Regions from separate parts of the Sus scrofa genome. Here all the other regions are linked to region 2. The links are chromatin contacts, called in public HiChIP or PLAC-seq maps. All regions are on one chromosome and are shown on one strand. The core of a region is the stretch at or near the end of the contact, and the rest is flanking DNA. Distances in the headings are between cores, read along the strand shown.

Region 1 (3,193 bases), core at 370-2,869, 220 kb after region 2:
TGTATCCATGAGGATTTGGGTTCCATCCCTGGCCTCGCTCAGTGGGTTAAGAATCCAGAGTTGCCCTGAGCTGTGATGTAGGTGGAAGATGGCAGCTCAGATCTGGCGTTGCTGTGGCTGTGGCATAGGTTGGTGGCTATGACTCCACTTCTACCCCTAGCCTGGGAACTTCAATATGCCACAGGTGCGGCCCTTAAAAACAAACAAACGAACAAAAAAGTCTAAGAATTCTTCATGTGAAAAGCAATGGATGATTATACTTTGATGTGGTCAGTGGTATAACATGTTGGAAAAATCATTCTACCCTCATGCTTCAAGTAATCAACAGAATACACCCGTGGCAGCTGTAACTTTTGCATTTATAGTTAAGGTAGTGGATATGCATACGAGCAAATGACTACTTCTTTGTATTTCTACTGCAGACATGTTTTAGCCTTTATATTTTGTTTTTTGTTTTGTTTTGTTTTGTTTTGTTTTTGTCTTTTTGCCTTTCCTAGGGCTGCTCCCACGGCATATGGAGGTTCCCAGGCTAGGGGTCTAATCAGAGCTGTAACCACCGGCCTACACCACAGCCACAGCAACGTGGGATCCGAGCCACGTCTGTGACCCACACCACAGCTCACAGCAACGCCAGATCCTTAACCCACTGAGCAAGGCCAGGGATCGAACCTGCAACCTCATGGTTCCTAGTCGGATTCGCTAACCACTGTGCCACTATGAACTCCTAGCCTTTATATTTTGAAATATATTATTTTGGTATTTTGCAATCTTTCTCCTTTACATTAGATCTAGGACTATTTTTTTAATTATGTGTGTAGATGGGTTATATTACCATGATTTTCATTACAGAACAGTTTTTTTGTTTGTTTGTTTTTAAGGTCTATTCAGCACTTATAAAGGGAGCTTGAGGCTAATTAAACTGAGAACCACTAACATAACGGGCAGACCACACTAAGATTTCCATTTGCTTCCCAGGCTACTGTTGACACCTGGACCACACCACACACAACCTCCTTCTCACTTTCAAGGTCTTAAGCTTTTTTAAAAGGGACCTAGATGGTGTGGGTAGTAATGAAAAAAACTTGTATGGTTCTTAAGAATTGGAAATAGGTTCCTATACAAAATCTCGTTTGATGCTCAAAAAGGTCTTTCAGGGAAAAAGCAAAAATAGTCTTTTGTAAAGATTCTTATCAACATAATATTTACCTATTGCACTACCGAACCACTGCCATGGCTTTTCTTATGAGCTTGAGGAGATTTCACAGATGAAGCCACCAAGACTCTCAACCAGAAGAAACCTGAGAACTTTTTTCTTCGGGGTTTCTTTCAGCCTGCTCCTGGAGCCGCGAGAAAACCGAAATCCAAGAAAAGTTCAGTGACTCGCCCATGGTTCCGAGAAATCGCAATATTTCAAAGCAGAGGTGTGAGAAGATATATACGACAGCCTATTTGATAACACTCGCTTTCCTCACCGCAAATTTAGAGAAGTCTGTCACCAGACGAAAACCGGACTTGGCGGGCGGGGCGGAGCCCGCTCCTAGCTCCGCCCTCAGGGCTGTCTGCGGCAGTGCCTGCCTGGCGCCCGGCGCAGGGGTCCTCGTGGGGGTCCTTCGCGCGGGCTGCCCAGGCACTGCCTGAGCGGGTGCGCCGGCGGCTTCCGGTGTGGCTGACGAGTGGTGGCCGAAGCAGGGGGACAGCAAGGGACGCTTAGGCGAGGACCATGGCGGACGGCGGCTCGGAGCGGGCTGATGGGCGCATCGTGAAGATGGAGGTGGACTACAGCGCCACAGTGGATCAGCGGCTGCCCGAGTGCGAGAAGCTGGCCAAGGTAAGGGGAGGCCGGCTGCTTCTTGGCGGGCGCCAGGGGCTGAGTCACGGCGCGGAGCTTGCTTAGGCCTCTGGGGGCCTGCGGGCTGGAGTGCTCATCCCCCTATTGCCTGCAGAAGTAGGAGATCCCAGGTCTGCCTGAATAGGGAGATCCCGCACCCAGAGTACGTTAGGGCTTACAGCTTCCCAGACCTTCCCCAAGACCGATGGTCACTTCAATTCCTGGAGGGGGATGAGACTTCATAGTACTTTTTGCCTTTTCTTGGATTTTGTTTCACGTTTACTTTAGTAGTTTCTCGGGGGTTAAGGCCATTTCAGCATTCACGCTAGATCAGAAGGTTTAGATTCGTTGCTCTTGCCGGATCAATTTCTCTTGTTGCTTATGGATCGTGGCGAAGTGCTTGGCCTTTGGCCAGAAGAAGGGACAGGAAAGTGATAGGACGAAGGTGATTAACACAGGATCCCTGTCCTTAAGGAGTTCATGTAGGCAAGGAGGTAGACAAGTCACGCATGGTGGTGAGTGCTGTACAAATATAAAAGTGTTACTGAAACACAGGAGGAAGCTGTTTGTTCTTAGAGATGGGATAAGGGAGAGTTTTACAGAGAAGCTGACGTTTGTATTAGGGCTTGAGGAGTGAGTAAGATTGGGATGGGGAGGAGTCATCCGCGGAGCAGGACCTGCGGGAAATAGACAAATAAGCACGAAAGTGCAGAGTCACAGGAGCGGGGGTCATGGACAGTAGTTTAGCCCAACTGCTTATTTCCCATGAAAAAGAAATTTTACTTAATCCAAACATTTATCATGCCCCCTGCTGTGTCAGGCAACTTTGTGGGTCATTTTATAGGTAAAGAAACCAAGACTCAGAATTGTTTGTCCGTCAGAACAGTTAGTAATAGATAGAACCAGGGATTTAAATCTAGGTTTGCCTGACTAAGGTTTGGATGGTTGTTGAATCAGTTCCATCATGGGATGTTGTTAAGGATTCTGCTGAGGCCTCATTAAATTCCTTCATCAATCCAGCCACAAACATTTATTGCTGTTCATTTGGGATGCTTTCACTAATAGGGTTTTTTTTTGTTTGTTTTTTTTTTTTTTTTTTTTTTTTTGGTCTCTAAAGGAGCTTACTACCTCAGTACATTAAAACATAATATGTTTAGGGTCAGGAGGGGTGTCAAGTAATACTTCACATTGAATTCTTCGAAAGAACTATTTTAATGCTTTTCTTTTTTCCAGAAAAAGAATTTAGTGGGGCATTACAAAAGACCAGCATAGGGAAAGATGCGTGTCTTAGGTTCGGTACTGTAAGTGGAAGAAGGTCATAAATTAACCTCTGAGCTTTCTGGCTGCTAGTGTAAAGAAACATGG
Region 2 (2,967 bases), core at 85-2,584:
AAGGGCTGCTAAATAAGAATTCTTTTGCACCTTTCCTCTTTTTTTGTTCGTTCTCTCTTCCTTTTTATTACTATTTTTTAATGAAAAGAAAAAAAAAAAAAAAAAAAAAAAAAACCTCTCCTGGCTCAAAGCCTAAAATCTCTTACTTGTGATGCTAATCTCTCCTTCCTGGCTCCATGCCATTGCTGTTGGCTCTGTGCCTGTTTAATATCGTGGTTGCTGATAGCAGGTTGTGTCAGCGTTTCCATTATATTATGAAGCTCAGCTTTAAAAATGTTTCTGAGATGGATGTACAGTCTTCCAGGCAAAGGGTCCTTATTCCACACCTGGTCATCCAAATATGGCCCCGGGGTCCCCAGCCTGCATTTACATGCTTTTCTCTTCATGGCCACTTGGCTGAATGTAAAGGGACTCTGTTGAGCTTTTTTGAAAAAGGCAGTTTTCAATGCAATGCTTCCCTGGAGAGGAGACAAGATGGCAGAGCAGAAGGACCTGAGCTCACCTCCTCTCAGAGCAATATCAAAATCACAAATAACTGTTGGACAACCATCAACAAAAAAGGCTAGAAACTACAAAAAAAAAAAAAAAAAGATATTCTATATCCAAAGACATGGAAGAAGCCACAGAGACAGAAGGAGGGCACTTTCACGATATAATCAAATGTCATACCTGCCGGGTGGGCAACCCACCAACAGGAAAATAATTATATCACAGAAGTTCTCTCACAGAAGTGAGAATGCTGAGCCCCATGTGAGACTCCCCTGCCTGCAGGTCTGGCATCAGGAAGAGGGGTCTCCAGAGCATTTGGCTTTGAAGACCAGTGGGGCTCGAGTGCAGGAGCTCCAGAGGACTGGGGGAAACAGAGTCCACTCGTGGAGGGCACACTCAAGGTTTCACATGCACTGGGACCCAGGGCAAAGCAGTGACTCCATAGGAGCCTGGGCCAGAGCTACCTGAGGGTCCTGGAGGGCCTCTTGGGGAGGTGGGAGTTGGCTGTGGCTCACTCTGGGGTTGAGGACTGCTGGCGGAGGCCCCAAGGAATATTGATCTGTGTGAGCTCTTCTGGAGGTTGCCATTTCAGCACCAAGACCGGGCCCCACCTAAGAGCCTGCAGGCTCCAGTGCTGCGACACCTCAGGTCAAACAACCAATAGGGTGGAAATACAGCCCCACCTATCAGCAGATAGGCTGCCTAATATTGCCTGGCCTCGGCCACCTGGCCTCTAAACACGCCCCTTGATATGTCCCTGGCCATGAGAGGGACAAGACATAGCTCCACTGACCAGTGGGCAGGCACCAGTCCCTCCCACTAGGAAGCCTGCATGAGCCCCTGGACCAACCCCATCCACCAGGGGGCAGATACAAGAAGCAAGAGGTACTATGATCCTGCAGCCTGCAGAATGGAGACCACAAACACAGCAAGTGAGACAAAATGAGAAAGAGAAATATGTGTCAGAAGAACAACTAATTGAAGTGGAGACAGGCAGTCTACCTGAAAAAGAATTCAGAGCAATGATAGTAAAGATGAGCCAAGATCTAGGAAAAAGATTGGAGGCACAGACCAAGAAGATACAAGAAATATTTAACAAAGAGCTAGAAGATTTAAAGAACACACAGATGAACAACACAATGACAGAAATGAAAAGTACACTAGAAGGAATCAGTGCAATGCTTTACTCTCTAAACATTTTTTTTTTTCTTTTTAGGTTCACATTTGCAGCATATGTGAGTTCCTAGACAAGGGGCTGAATCAGAGCTGCAGCTGCCTGTGCTGCAGCTTGCAGCAAGGCTGGATCCTTAACCCACCAAGCGAGGCCTGGGATCGAGCCCACATCCTCGTGGATACTAGTTGTGTTCGTTTCTGCTGAGCCACAATGGGAACACCTTAAACATCTTTTTGAAGGCATCTGAATTTAGGTTTGGCTGAAAAAGGGTCAGGAGTTCCTGCTGTGGTGCAAAGAAATCATTAGGTCTCTGTAGCACCAGGATGCAGGTACAATCTCCAGCCTGGCACAGTGGGTTAAAGGATCTGGAATTGCTGCAGCTGCCGAGATTAAAAAAAGAGAGAGGAGTTCCCATCATGGCTCAGTGGTTAATGAATCTGACTAGGAACCATGAGGTTGCAGGTTCAATCCCTGGCCTTGCTCAGTGGGTTAAGGATCTGGCATTGCCGTGTGCTGTGGTGTAGGTCACAGATGCGGCTCGGATCCCGCGTTGCTGTGGCTCTGGTGTAGGCTGGTGGCTACAGCTCTGATTGGACCCCTAGCCTGGGAACCTCCATACGCAGCGGAAGCGGCCCAAGAAATGACAAAAAGACAAAAAAAAAAAAAAAAAAAAAGCGAGAAATACCACATGGGTATTTGAGGAAAAGTGTGTTTTCCCCCAGGCTTGATAAAATATTTTTACCTGTTTACTCTCTGCTCTCAATCCCATTTTCCATGATTTATGTAAGGCTTGTTTACATATTGAAGACTTTTTCAACCCAACTACTGGATAATTCCCTCATTTATCCCCCATCACCCCTTGTTGCATTAATTCAGACAGCCAGTTTAGGGCAGATGCTCCCCACCGAGGTCCACTCTGGCCACAGGATTTGCTTCTTGGCAGCTGAGGAGGAGGGTGGAAAGAGCAAAGAAGACACAGTCAAACGACTGAGGACCCCAGTTTTGTCCGTTATTAACTGCGTGGCCTTGGGCAATTTATTTAGACCTTTCTCAATCGCAATGCCCTCATCAGCGAACTGATTACAATCGTATCTGCCTTGAGATGTGGTGCATGTTCAGTGAGATAATACACAGCACAGAGCTCTCCACTGTAAACCGTTAGGGATCATGCTTGGGTGCCAGTACCGAACAGGAGCGCTATGAATGCCTACTGAATTCACTCAATTTCCTGATAACTGCAGGAGGCATTTTTCTGTCTGGCACTGGAGGAGTTTTCTGACCTGGTTTTAAGAGCTGTCTTCCTG
Region 3 (3,060 bases), core at 506-3,005, 150 kb after region 2:
CTTGAAAAGGTGTGGTGAGGAAGGAACAGCGCCAGGTGGGGCAGATGCTTGGTGAGGTAAACAGGGACCCAGACCTCTTAGACAATCAGGAGCACTGGCGAAAGTGGCATAATCACTCTTGGTCTGTTAGGAAGGTCACTGGCAGCTGTGCATCTGATTAGCCTGGAGCTGGCCTTTCTAACAGGCCAGAAGAAGGATTAGGGTGAGTGAGTGAGGTACAAAATCTATGGGAAGGTCCCAGAACTCAGCAACGCCAGATCCAAACTGCGTCTGCGACCCACATTGCAACACCAGATCCTTTAACCACTGAGCAAGGCCAGGGATCAAACCTACATCCTCATGGATACTAGTTGGGTTCTTAACCCACTGAGCCGCAACAGGAACTCGTGCAATATTTTTTAGAAATCAAGATTAATGCAAAAAAAAAAAAATCCAAATTAAAAGTAAACACAGAATGTTGCTGTTTGTTTTATGAACCTGCCTTATGATGCAACTGAAAGCACCATCCCTCCACCTCCCCCACCCCCCATCACGCTGGGTGGGTTTATGAGGGTGGACAAGGATACTGAAACAGATTGGACAACCTGAGGCTTTATATGTGGTATATTTCTTTTTTTTTTGGTAGAGCTTTTATTAACTTTTCCCACTTGGCTCTCCATATGGGAGGATGTTTTGATAAGTGTACCTAGGGGGGCAGTTTTCCTTGCCTCAAGTCTCCCATATAGCTCAGCAGGGCTCTTCTACAGACCGGGCTGTAAATGAGGAGAGAGAGCCCTAAAGCAAGAGCAAATGCCCAGAGGGTGAAAGAGGAGGAGACCAGATTTGAGCAATATTTCAAGGGCAGAAAAAAAAAAAAACATAAAAAAAACGCAGTAGGAGGATAAACTCAAGGCTCAGCCCCGGCACAGTTTATTCCCCCCAAGCACATCATAAACACTTCGGGGGCAAAAATCACATCCTCCTAGGCTTGTGGATCATTTTGCGCCCAGCTCAATAAATTCCTATTAACTAATTAAGTGGAAAAGAAGAGCTTAGATCCAAAGCCCACACACGACTGAAACCAGAAATGTGTAGTTCCAACTTCACATCTGCCTCTCGCCGAAGAGCAGGGCGCAGTGATCGTGTCCAAACGGTACGGCCGGTTCGGGATAACCAAGACCCTCGAAGTCTGAGAAGATGTTGAAGTCATTTTCCCATCTGATTTTGCATCCTTAGGAGGAAGGAGGAGAAGAATTGAACCCAGGGCTCGGGTTTGTCGTCTGTGCAACTATAATCAGATTAGAAGAAATTCCGGCTGGAAAAATGGTTCCACCTGCCTTGGACAATGAGGGAGAAGGAATAGGGAGCTTTCCGCTTTTCTGTATCAAGCAGTAACCAGATTCCCGCTCCACCGTCCTGCCGGGGAGATTTTCACGCGGCCTCCTGTGCCAGCTTCAGTCCTACCTTATGGGACATGGGGTCCCATCTCTGCGGAGCCATTCAGAGGCCAGTTCAGGGTGGTGGACAGTTTAAGTGACAATCAGAGGTGCGGCGTCACTGAGATGAATCATCAGGTGTGGAAATGCTATTGAGAGAGACTCACAATGACGGGGGAGGCCTTACTAAATAGAAGCCGCCCCCGAACCTAATTTCTGGATGGCTTCAGAAGGCTGAGTTGCCCTAACAGGGAAGTTCACCGCTCATGGCCCAGCCCAGGGCAAGGAGCTATGACTAAACAGGAAATGGGTTACCAAGCAGTCGAACGGATGTAGGAGTGTTCAAAGCACAGGCTCTACTCCGAGACATCCTATAAAGTGAAAGTGGTGCTGTGTTAAGAGGCGTAAGAGGCAGGACCTGCTTGGGTCTCCTGAAGACCTGAATTCTTTGGAAATAACTATGACTTATTTGGAGCTGTGGTTTATCGGGCATCAACTATGTGCCCAGTGCATCACAGGCCTAATTTTTAAATCACCCCAAAAAGGCAGCTCAGAAAGGTGGATTCATGAGCCTGAGGTCACAGAGCTGGTCTGGAAAGGCACTAGAATTCAAAGCCAGAGCAAAGCCAGGCCTAGAGCAAGAAGAAAGTTTTCCTTTCAAGCGCTCAGTGTCTTTAGAGCGGGAGGTAAATCAGGTTCGGTTTTCCAGGGCAGTGTCAGACCCTGTCCTCGACATTCGGTATGTTGCTCAGCATGGATACTTTGCATTCATGATATATATATATTTTTTAATACATCGGGTTGAAAATCGTATCCATCGTGATTATTGAGTTTGGGGGCTCCTCCTTAAATTGGGAGCCCGAGAGACATATCTCACTAGCCTCACCCCAGTTAGGGCTGCATTCCAGGCACCAGGCGACCTGTGATAACCTGAATGCAGCCTACAGACAGCTCTCACTTCAGGCAGATGTTTTCACTCTCCTCCTGCCTCGATAAGTTTTACATCCAAAGCTGGGAAAAGAGGTTTTTGGGTTTTGTCCTTCTTGTTTTAGGGCCACACTTTTGTGGCATTTGGAAGTTCCCAGGCTAGGAGTGGAACCAGAGCCGCAGCTGCTGACCTCCGCCACAGCCACAGCAACGCAGGATCTGAGCCACATCTGCGACCTATATCCCAGCTCACAGCAATGCCAGATCCTTAACCCACTGAGCAAGGTCAGGGACCGAACCTGTGTCCTCCTGGATACTAGTTGGGTTCGTGATTGCTGAGCCACAATAAGAACTCCCGGTTTTGTCTTTTTTTACTTGCTCCTTTGCTTCTTCTGCTTCCCTGTTCGTTTTATTTTCTCCTTCATCCTCTTTCTCTGTTCATCGCTTACAAGAAATGTGGCAAAAGGTGATAAACTGGATGACATTCTACACCAACCCGTGAAGCTACTCAAATGCATTCAAAAAGGAAGCATCTTCGAGTAATGTCACAACCCTTTCCCCTCTAAGGCTGCAGAATATCTTTGTTTCTGTAGGAAATGAGCTTGCATAAGGCTCAGCCCTTCACACATCTGCTTCACAGAAATGTCTCTGAGCCCTGTTACCAGACACAAAATTAAATAACTACTAGGAGCTGAGGCTGTGGGTTGTACTGGTAGCT

What was found. HiChIP or PLAC-seq counts read pairs in DNA pulled down with a chosen protein or histone mark.
Region 1: a contact with region 2 is called in an H3K27ac HiChIP or PLAC-seq map of alveolar macrophages. The contact joins the promoter of PSMD12 here to the enhancer-like site in region 2. A contact is called at or near these places in 6 of 47 Hi-C or Micro-C datasets (blood, liver, retroperitoneal adipose tissue and 2 more) and 1 of 2 datasets of contacts at active chromatin or transcription factors (alveolar macrophages).
Region 3: a contact with region 2 is called in an H3K27ac HiChIP or PLAC-seq map of alveolar macrophages. The contact joins two enhancer-like sites. A contact is called at or near these places in 2 of 2 datasets of contacts at active chromatin or transcription factors (alveolar macrophages and skeletal muscle).

What each region holds. Positions count from the first base shown.
Region 1 is chr12:13,728,498-13,731,690 of Sscrofa11.1, reverse strand. It overlaps PSMD12 (26S proteasome non-ATPase regulatory subunit 12), which reads left to right and starts at 1,619. Exons shown (of 11, transcript XM_003482961.3): 1 at 1,619-1,828. The coding sequence starts at 1,721.
Region 2 is chr12:13,944,153-13,947,119 of Sscrofa11.1, reverse strand. All of the region lies in intron 5 of PITPNC1 (phosphatidylinositol transfer protein, cytoplasmic 1), which reads right to left. Among named protein-coding and RNA genes, the nearest start is that of NOL11, 90 kb to the left of the region's middle. Within about 2 kb of position 1,334, at least 3 of the 83 cell types and tissues checked have an H3K27ac peak or open chromatin away from gene starts, as enhancers often do. A contact at or near this core is called in alveolar macrophages, where this site is marked.
Region 3 is chr12:13,790,471-13,793,530 of Sscrofa11.1, reverse strand. All of the region lies in intron 1 of PITPNC1 (phosphatidylinositol transfer protein, cytoplasmic 1), which reads right to left. Among named protein-coding and RNA genes, the nearest start is that of PITPNC1, 51 kb to the right of the region's middle. Within about 2 kb of position 1,755, at least 32 of the 83 cell types and tissues checked have an H3K27ac peak or open chromatin away from gene starts, as enhancers often do. A contact at or near this core is called in alveolar macrophages, where this site is marked.